Linked DNA regions of Pan troglodytes: region 2 is linked to region 1. A link is a contact called in public Hi-C data. All regions are on one chromosome and are shown on one strand. The core of a region is the stretch at or near the end of the contact, and the rest is flanking DNA. Distances in the headings are between cores, read along the strand shown. Region 1 has its middle 17 kb from the start of SMIM34. Region 2 has its middle 51 kb from the start of KCNE1.

Region 1 (3,542 bases), core at 69-2,568:
TTGTGTATATATGTATATGTATATATGTATATATGTATATGTATATGTGTATATATGTATATATGTATATGTGTATATATGTGTATATATGTATATGTGTATATATGTATGTGTATATATGTATATATGTATATATATATTCCAGTATATGTGTGTATACACACACACACACACACATATACACACACACACACATAATATAAACAGGAGTCTATTAAGTATTAACTCACACAATCATAAGGTCCCACAATAGGCTGTCTGCAAGCTGAGAAGCCAGAAGAGCCAGTCTGATTCCAAAACTGAAGAACTTGGAGTCCGATGTTCCAGGGCGGGAAGCATCCAGCACAGGAGAAAGATAGAGGCTAGAAGGCTAGGCTTGTCTCTCCTTTTCACATTTTTCTGCCTGCTTGTATTCTAGCCGAGCTGGCAGCTGATTCGTTGGTGGCCACCCAGATGAAGGGTGGATCTGCCTTTCCCAGCCCACTGACTCAAATGTTGATCTCCTTTGGCAACACCCTCACAGACACACCCAGGATCAATACTTTGTATCCAATCAAGCTGGCACTCAGTATTAACCACCACACCCACCACCTGTTTTTGTAAATAAAGTGTTATTGGAACACGGACACACTCTTGGTTTCTATATTAATACTATTCATGGGTGCATTCATGCTGCAAAGGCCGAGTTGGGTCCTTGTGATAGAGAACGTATGGACCACACATCCAAAAATATTTACTACCTGTCTCTCTGCAGAAAAGAGTGTGCTGACCTCTGTTCTAGAATCATCCCGAAGTTTTCGACTATGTGGCTAAATGTGGTCCCTTTGGCCCCCTATGGCCTTACGGATGCACTTTCTGGGGCACCCAAGCACAGGAGCCACGGGTTCCCACGCACCGTGGGAACTCCCTCAGTCAGACTGAGGCAGGCCCTGGCTCAACAGATGCCACGGTTCTTTGGGAGAATTTTGTCTAAATGTAAAATACCAGAATTTGTTTGTTTGTTTGTTTGTTTGTTTTTTAAAAAAGCTAACAAGTAACTATCACTAAGCCCAGAATTAAGCACTTACTTGTTTGACTGCTTTCATATACAATTGCTTACGTATGTGCATGTGTCAGATCCACAGATCTGACTGTTGTTATGCTTTCTAGCATACATAGCTCCCATTCCGTACATAGCTCCCGGCTGCCTCATTGGCGCCCTCTATTGAAAACCCTTGGCCTAGACACCCGGGGAATCCGTCTGTGGGGGCTCCTTGGCGGTGGCCCCATTGTTATGGAAGCTTCTCGCCACAGGGGGGCAGAGCATCCATGGGTACTACGTAGCCCTGCGGTGCAAGAATCCCGCAGGTCCCAAAGTGACTTCGGAGCATGCTTCCAGAGCCTACAGGTCTACACCAGCAATGCCGGGGGTGCTGAAACAGAGGGAGACTGAATCACTGAATTTCACAGGGCTTTTTGGGTTAAAGTCAGGACAATTTGAACATGCAGTTTACTTCGCTGTCTGATTGTGAGCCAGCATGTTTCTTTTTTTCTTTTATTTTTTCTTCTAAAAAACTTTTCTTTTTTAAATTATGATGATTATTTTACAAACCTTGTGTTGAGAGCTGACTTTCAATAGATCGCAGAGAGGGAGAGCTTGTTTCTCTTATACAGGGGAACATTCCTGCAAGAAGATGCAAATCAGGCACATCAGGCACACAGATGGAAGTTAAAACCAATTTAATAAAATGTTTGAAGCGAGAATTGCAAACATACTCTCACAGAAACAGCTGATTCCCTGAAAGAGTTAATATGTTTGTTGTAAACTCTTGACACTTAAAAAAATAATTTACCTTTTCAATAGATAATAGACACATAGTAAAAATAAACAAATAAACCATTTTTTAAAATACTGCCTAGAGGTAATAAAGGGATTCTTATGTCTCCTTTCAGAAATATTTTATGCACATACAAGAATATCCAGCTTTTATATACAAATGATGGCACACGGCACACACCAATGGGCACCATACTTATTTTCCCCCTATTTAGCAACATATGGAAGATTGTTCTTTTGTTTTTTGAGACAAGGTCACGCTATGTTGCCCAGGCTGGAGTGCAGTGCAGTGGTGTGATACGGCTCACTGTGGCCTCAAACTCCTGGCTCAAGGCCTCCTCCCCTCTCAGCCTCTCAAGTAGCTGGGACTACAGGTGTGCACCACCATGCCTGTCTTTCCTTTTCTTTCCTTTCCTTTTCTTCCTTCCTTCCTTTCCCTCCCTCCCTCCCTCCCTCCCTCCCTCCCTCCCTCTCTTTCTTTCTTTCTTTCTTTCTTTCTTTCTTTCTTTCTTTTTCTCTTTTTTTTTTTTGAGTCTCACTCTGCTGCCCGGGCTGGAGTGCAATGGTGCAATCCCGGCTCACTGCAACCTCTGCCTCATGGGTTCAAGTGATTCTTCTGCCTCAGCCTCCTTAGTAGCTGGGACTACAGGCCCCTCGCCGTCACCACACCCTGCTAATTTTTGTATTTTTAGTAGAGACAGGATTTCACCATGTTGGCCAGGCTGGTGTCGAACTCCTGACCTCAGGATCCACCCACCTCAGTCTCCCAAAGTGCTGGGATTACAGGTGTGAGCCACCACGCCCGGCCACTTCCTATTTCTTTCAATGCTTGCACAGGAGCCCATTGCATGGATCTTCATACTCTCTTTAATCAGTTCTCTCTCAATGAGCATTTATGTAGTTTCCAATCTTTTGCTGTTACAAACAATGGAGACAATGGGTCAATGACTATGCCCTGTAAACAGGCTCATACCTAAGTCCCCCAAATTCTTAGTAGATGAATGACTGAACAGAAGGTATATACGGTATACATCTTAATAATGCCAATTATCCTTAAGCATGCCAATAATAATAACTGACCTCTATGAGCTTCACCGTGTCAGACACCATTCTGACACTGCCTTAGATACATGAACTAAACTGTGGAGGAGGCTCTGCGAGTAGCCCCATTTTACAGTTGATCTTTACTCATCTACTGGTAGTTGAATGAAATCTCTTGATAATTTTAATTTGCATGTATATGATTATGAGTGAGGATGAGCATATTTCTATCTGTTTAAGACATTTGTGGCAGGGCGCGGTGGTTCACACCTGTAATCCCAGCACTTTGGGAGGCAGAGGTGGGTGGATCACCTGAGGTCAGGAGTTCGAGAGCAGCCTGGCCAATGTGGTGAAACCCCCGTCTCTACTAAAAACAAAAATTAGCTGGGCATGGTGGCGGGTGCCTGTATTCCCAGCTACTCAGGAGGCTGAGGCAGGAGAATCGCTTGAACTCAGGAGGTGGAGGTTGCAGTGAGCCAAGATCGTACCACTGCCCTCCAGCCTGGGTGATAAAAGTGAGACTCCGTCTCAAAAAAAAAAAAAAAAAAAAAAAAAAAGACATTTGTATATCATTTTCTGTGACTAGTTAGTTGTTCATGTCCTTTATCTTTCTGCTGAGTTGCTGGTCTGTATTTTTTTCTTTCTTTTTTTTTTTTTTTTTTTTTTTGAGATTGAGTCTTGCTCT
Region 2 (3,901 bases), core at 510-3,009, 72 kb before region 1:
ACCAAGAGATGACTATATATAAAATACTGAAAGAGGCATGGAGAGTGATTTTCAGGCCTCTACCTAAAGCTCTGAATATTAGAAATTACTGAATTTCTTCTCAGGAAGGAAATTACGCCATAAACCAGTGTTGCCACACACCCAGAGAACAAGATGGCCCGACGCCCCAGCCTGGTCATGCCACATGAGCTGAGCAGTGGGTAGGCCACTGAGCCAGTGATAGAAATCACAAATTACAAAACGTCAGAGTACTTTCTGGAAATAAGTCTTCCTCTCCAGGGAACAACGCATTTGACACTTGACTGGGATACACTACCGGATCCTCCGAGGGTGATGGTTCTCAAGAAGGCAGAAGCAATGGTGACCAATAGACCTCCTTAAAGGCTGAGCCACTGGGCACCTTCCTACTCCTCTCGACCGTGCTAGGATGACTGCAGCAGAGTCCCCGAGTCCTTTGATGCAAGGGTCTAGGTGAGTTCGAAGGAGAGCCATACAAGGCCAGGCAGACAGGCCCATGGTGATGGCTGTCCACCCTGGTCAGGGGAATTCTAGGTTCAGGCCATGTGGCAAGGTCACTTTGAGGGACATGCTTTGCTCTAAGCTCAGCTTAAGTGTGTCTGAACCCCCCTCACTTCTTCCAACTGCAGAAGCACATGGAGAAGGGGGAGAAAGGGTTGCCCACCTCCTAAAATGAGGGCAGCGTGGTGAAGAGCCCCATCATGCCCCACCAAGGTCCTGTGTGCAGGGCAGGGCAGTGCCTATCCAGAAGGCCAGACCTCTAACTGCTGCTCTGTAGGACGTCGGGTCCTCACATGCAGGCTCCTATAAGCTGTCTTGGCTGTCTTGGCAAGAGGGCCCTGGTATAGCACTGTGTTCATCACAGAAAACCATGCCCTACATAATTTGTAACAGACAGAAATGCATTTGGCTCATGGTTCTGGAGACTGGGAAGACCAGGATGGAGGGGCCACATCTGGCAAGGGCCTTCTTGCCACGACATGGTGGAAGGTATCACAAGGGTGAGGAAGGAGGGGTGGGCAGGGCGGGAAGAGAGAGAGAGAGAGAGAACAAGAGAGAGAGAATCCATTCATAAGGGTGGAGCCCTCATGACTAAACACCTCCCATTAGGTCCCACCTCCCAACACTGTTGCTTTGGGGATTAAGTTTCCAACTGGCTTTTTTCAAACCTTAGCAACCACCAAACAGACAAGCCCTTCGGCCTGTCCTGGAGGGCGTTGAATGGCATGGCCTGGAGCTCAACCAGGAGAACCGTGCTCAGGAGGAAGAGACCAGAAGGATAACTCAAAAAGTTCTGAGAAGTTCCTAAGACCACCTGAAGAGAAGGAGCCTGCTGCCAATGGTGTGGACACCGCAGTGTGCTTGAGGAGCCTTCAGAAACGAGAACTGGTAGGAGAAGGGGGTTGCACAGACCCTTTCCTCAGTTAGGCACCCTCTGCTCCCACCCTCATGCCCACCCTGACATCAGGCTAAGGGAGAGGCGCTCATCCATTGACAGGTGCCAGGCTGTCCTGGGCCTGGCAAACCCTGGCCTTGTACACCCACTCTCCACACGTCTGCCCCCACCCTCCCAGGGGCAGGGCCGGGCTCCCCTGCAGAGACACAGGGCAAAGAGGGAGAGAGAAGACCTCAGGCCAGGGCATGGCCTAGTGCCTCCCAGCGCCAGGTCCTGACAGCCTGAGAGAGCTGGAATCAAGGAAGGCGATCCTGGGCCCCAGACAGACGTCAGTGAGCTTCAGCCTCTGGCGGCTGCACACCAGCCAGGGCAGCAGCGCCCCCTCCTGCCTGTGTTGAGCTGTGTGGGCTGCAAGAGGACTAAGGAGAGTTTAAAGGAGGCAGGCAGTGGGGGAGGAAGTGTCCCAGGTAGAGGCTGAAGCTTTAAGGAGGATGGGAGGGGAGGCTTCACCCGGAAGGAGCTTTTGGAGCAAGGGCCTGAAGGAAATTGGGGAGAGAGCTTGAGTATCTTTGGTAACTGGGAAGAGAGCATTCCAAGCAAAGGGAAAAGAAGAGAGGCTGTCAGACAAGTGTGCACCCACCATGTCTGGGCACATCGAGAAGGACCCTGTGGCTGGAGGGGAGGAAGGAGGGGAGAATGGAAAGTGAGACCAGAGGTGACCTGACCAGGGCCTTCGGAGCCCCGGTGAGGGGCTCAGCGGGTGGGTGTCATGGGTGTGAAGAGGTAGGTCCCTCATCACCAGTCAGCAAAGCGTTCCCTGGGCTCAGCTGAAGTCCTGCTGGAGTGTGTGCCCCCTGGGCTGGAGGGGACGGGATTGGTGGGAATAAAGTTGTGAGTTTGGAGTTGTGGTGAGCAGAGCACGAAGTGAGCCCCCAGCACTTCCACTTCCGCATGAGGGGTGAACTGGCCCTGCACTCTCTCCCCTTGAGTGTGGGCAGGACAACCCTCTCTGCCTACAACGGCTCAGCACTCGTACTACTGTGGGACAGTGCTTCTGTGATTACATTCCTTTATAGGAAAAATTGATTTTGCAGATGTAGGTAAGACCTGGGCTCGTTTGACTTTGAGTTTATCAAGAAGGATGATTGACAGACACAGTGGCTACTTGAGAGTGGAGGGTGGGAGGAGAAAGAGGATCAGAAAAAAATAACTACTGGGTACTAGGTTTAGTACCTGGGTGACGAAATAATCTGTACAACAAACCCCCATGACACAAGTTTACCCCAATAATGAACCTGCACATGTACTCCTGAACCTAAAATAAAAGTTGAAAAAGGGGCCAGGCGTGGTGGCTCACGCCTGTAATCCCAGCACTTTGGGAGAGGCCGAGGCGGGCGGATGATGAGGTCAGGAGATCGAGACCATCCTGGCTAATGTGGTGAAACCCTGTCTCTACTAAAATTACAAAAAATTAGCCAGGCATGGTGGCGGGCACCTGTAGTCCCAGCTACTGGGGAGGCTGAGGCAGGAGAATGGCATGAACCTGGGAGGCGGAGCTTGCAGTGAGCTGAGACTGGGCCACTACACTCCAGCCTGGGTGACAGAGCGAGACTCTGTCTCAAAAACAACAACAAAAAAAGTTAAAAAAAAAAAAGAAGGAAGATTATCCTGATGGGCCTGACTGAATCAGGTGAACCCTGAGAGGACACTGGAGGGAGCAGTGGTGTCCCCTGCTGGCCTGGAGCTGCCACAAGGTGAGACTGGGGGGCCATGTGGCCAGGACTTGAGGGCAGCCTCCAGGAGCTGAGGATGGCCCCCGGCCAACAGCCAGCAAGGAAGAGGACACCTCCGTCCTCCAACCACAAGGAAATGGATTCTACCAACACTACATGTGCTCTGGTGAGTTCTGCATTAGTTCAGATGAGACCACAGCTCTGGCTGTCACCTTGATTTCAACCTGGTGAGACCCTGAGCAGAGACCCCAGCCAACCCGTACCTGCAGTTCTGACCCATGGAAACCGAGATGATGAATTTGGGTTGTTTTGACCCACAGAAACCAAGGTGATGAATTTGTGGTGTTTTTAAACCTCCACAAAGTAGTGTGAGAAAATACGCAGTAGTTGTTTTATACCACTACATTTTTAGGTGGTTTGTTATCACACTGGATAATTAAAACACCAATTTAAATCTTTTCTCAGCTGATTTTGTACCATTAGTGAAGCATAAACACTCCAAACTATACTACTGTAGTAAAGAAAACCACCTGCTTCTATGTGTGAGAACACTTGGGTGAACATATCAATGAAAAGGGTGAAGAAGGAACTCTAGCTGTATTGCATTTTGCATCATTTATATTCACTTCTATGACTATTTTTTTGTAATACTGTCCAATGACTGTGTCGTCTCTTTTTGCATGCTTTCTATTAAAAAAAAATAGTAAAAATTAAAAAACCCCAGGCTGGGCGCGGTGGCTCATGCCTGTAATTC

Evidence for each region. Hi-C and Micro-C count contacts between places; a contact is called where the count stands out from the background.
Region 2: a contact with region 1 is called in a Hi-C map of induced pluripotent stem cells, with 2.5 times the contacts expected there. The contact joins two enhancer-like sites. A contact is called at or near these places in 3 of 7 Hi-C or Micro-C datasets (induced pluripotent stem cells and stem cell-derived neural progenitor cells).

What each region holds. Positions count from the first base shown.
Region 1 is chr22:35,149,552-35,153,093 of NHGRI_mPanTro3-v2.0_pri, reverse strand. No RefSeq gene overlaps it. Among named protein-coding and RNA genes, the nearest start is that of SMIM34, 17 kb to the right of the region's middle. Within about 2 kb of position 1,318, at least 1 of the 24 cell types and tissues checked has an H3K27ac peak or open chromatin away from gene starts, as enhancers often do. A contact at or near this core is called in induced pluripotent stem cells, where this site is marked.
Region 2 is chr22:35,221,944-35,225,844 of NHGRI_mPanTro3-v2.0_pri, reverse strand. No RefSeq gene overlaps it. Among named protein-coding and RNA genes, the nearest start is that of KCNE1, 51 kb to the right of the region's middle. Within about 2 kb of position 1,759, at least 4 of the 24 cell types and tissues checked have an H3K27ac peak or open chromatin away from gene starts, as enhancers often do. A contact at or near this core is called in induced pluripotent stem cells, where this site is marked.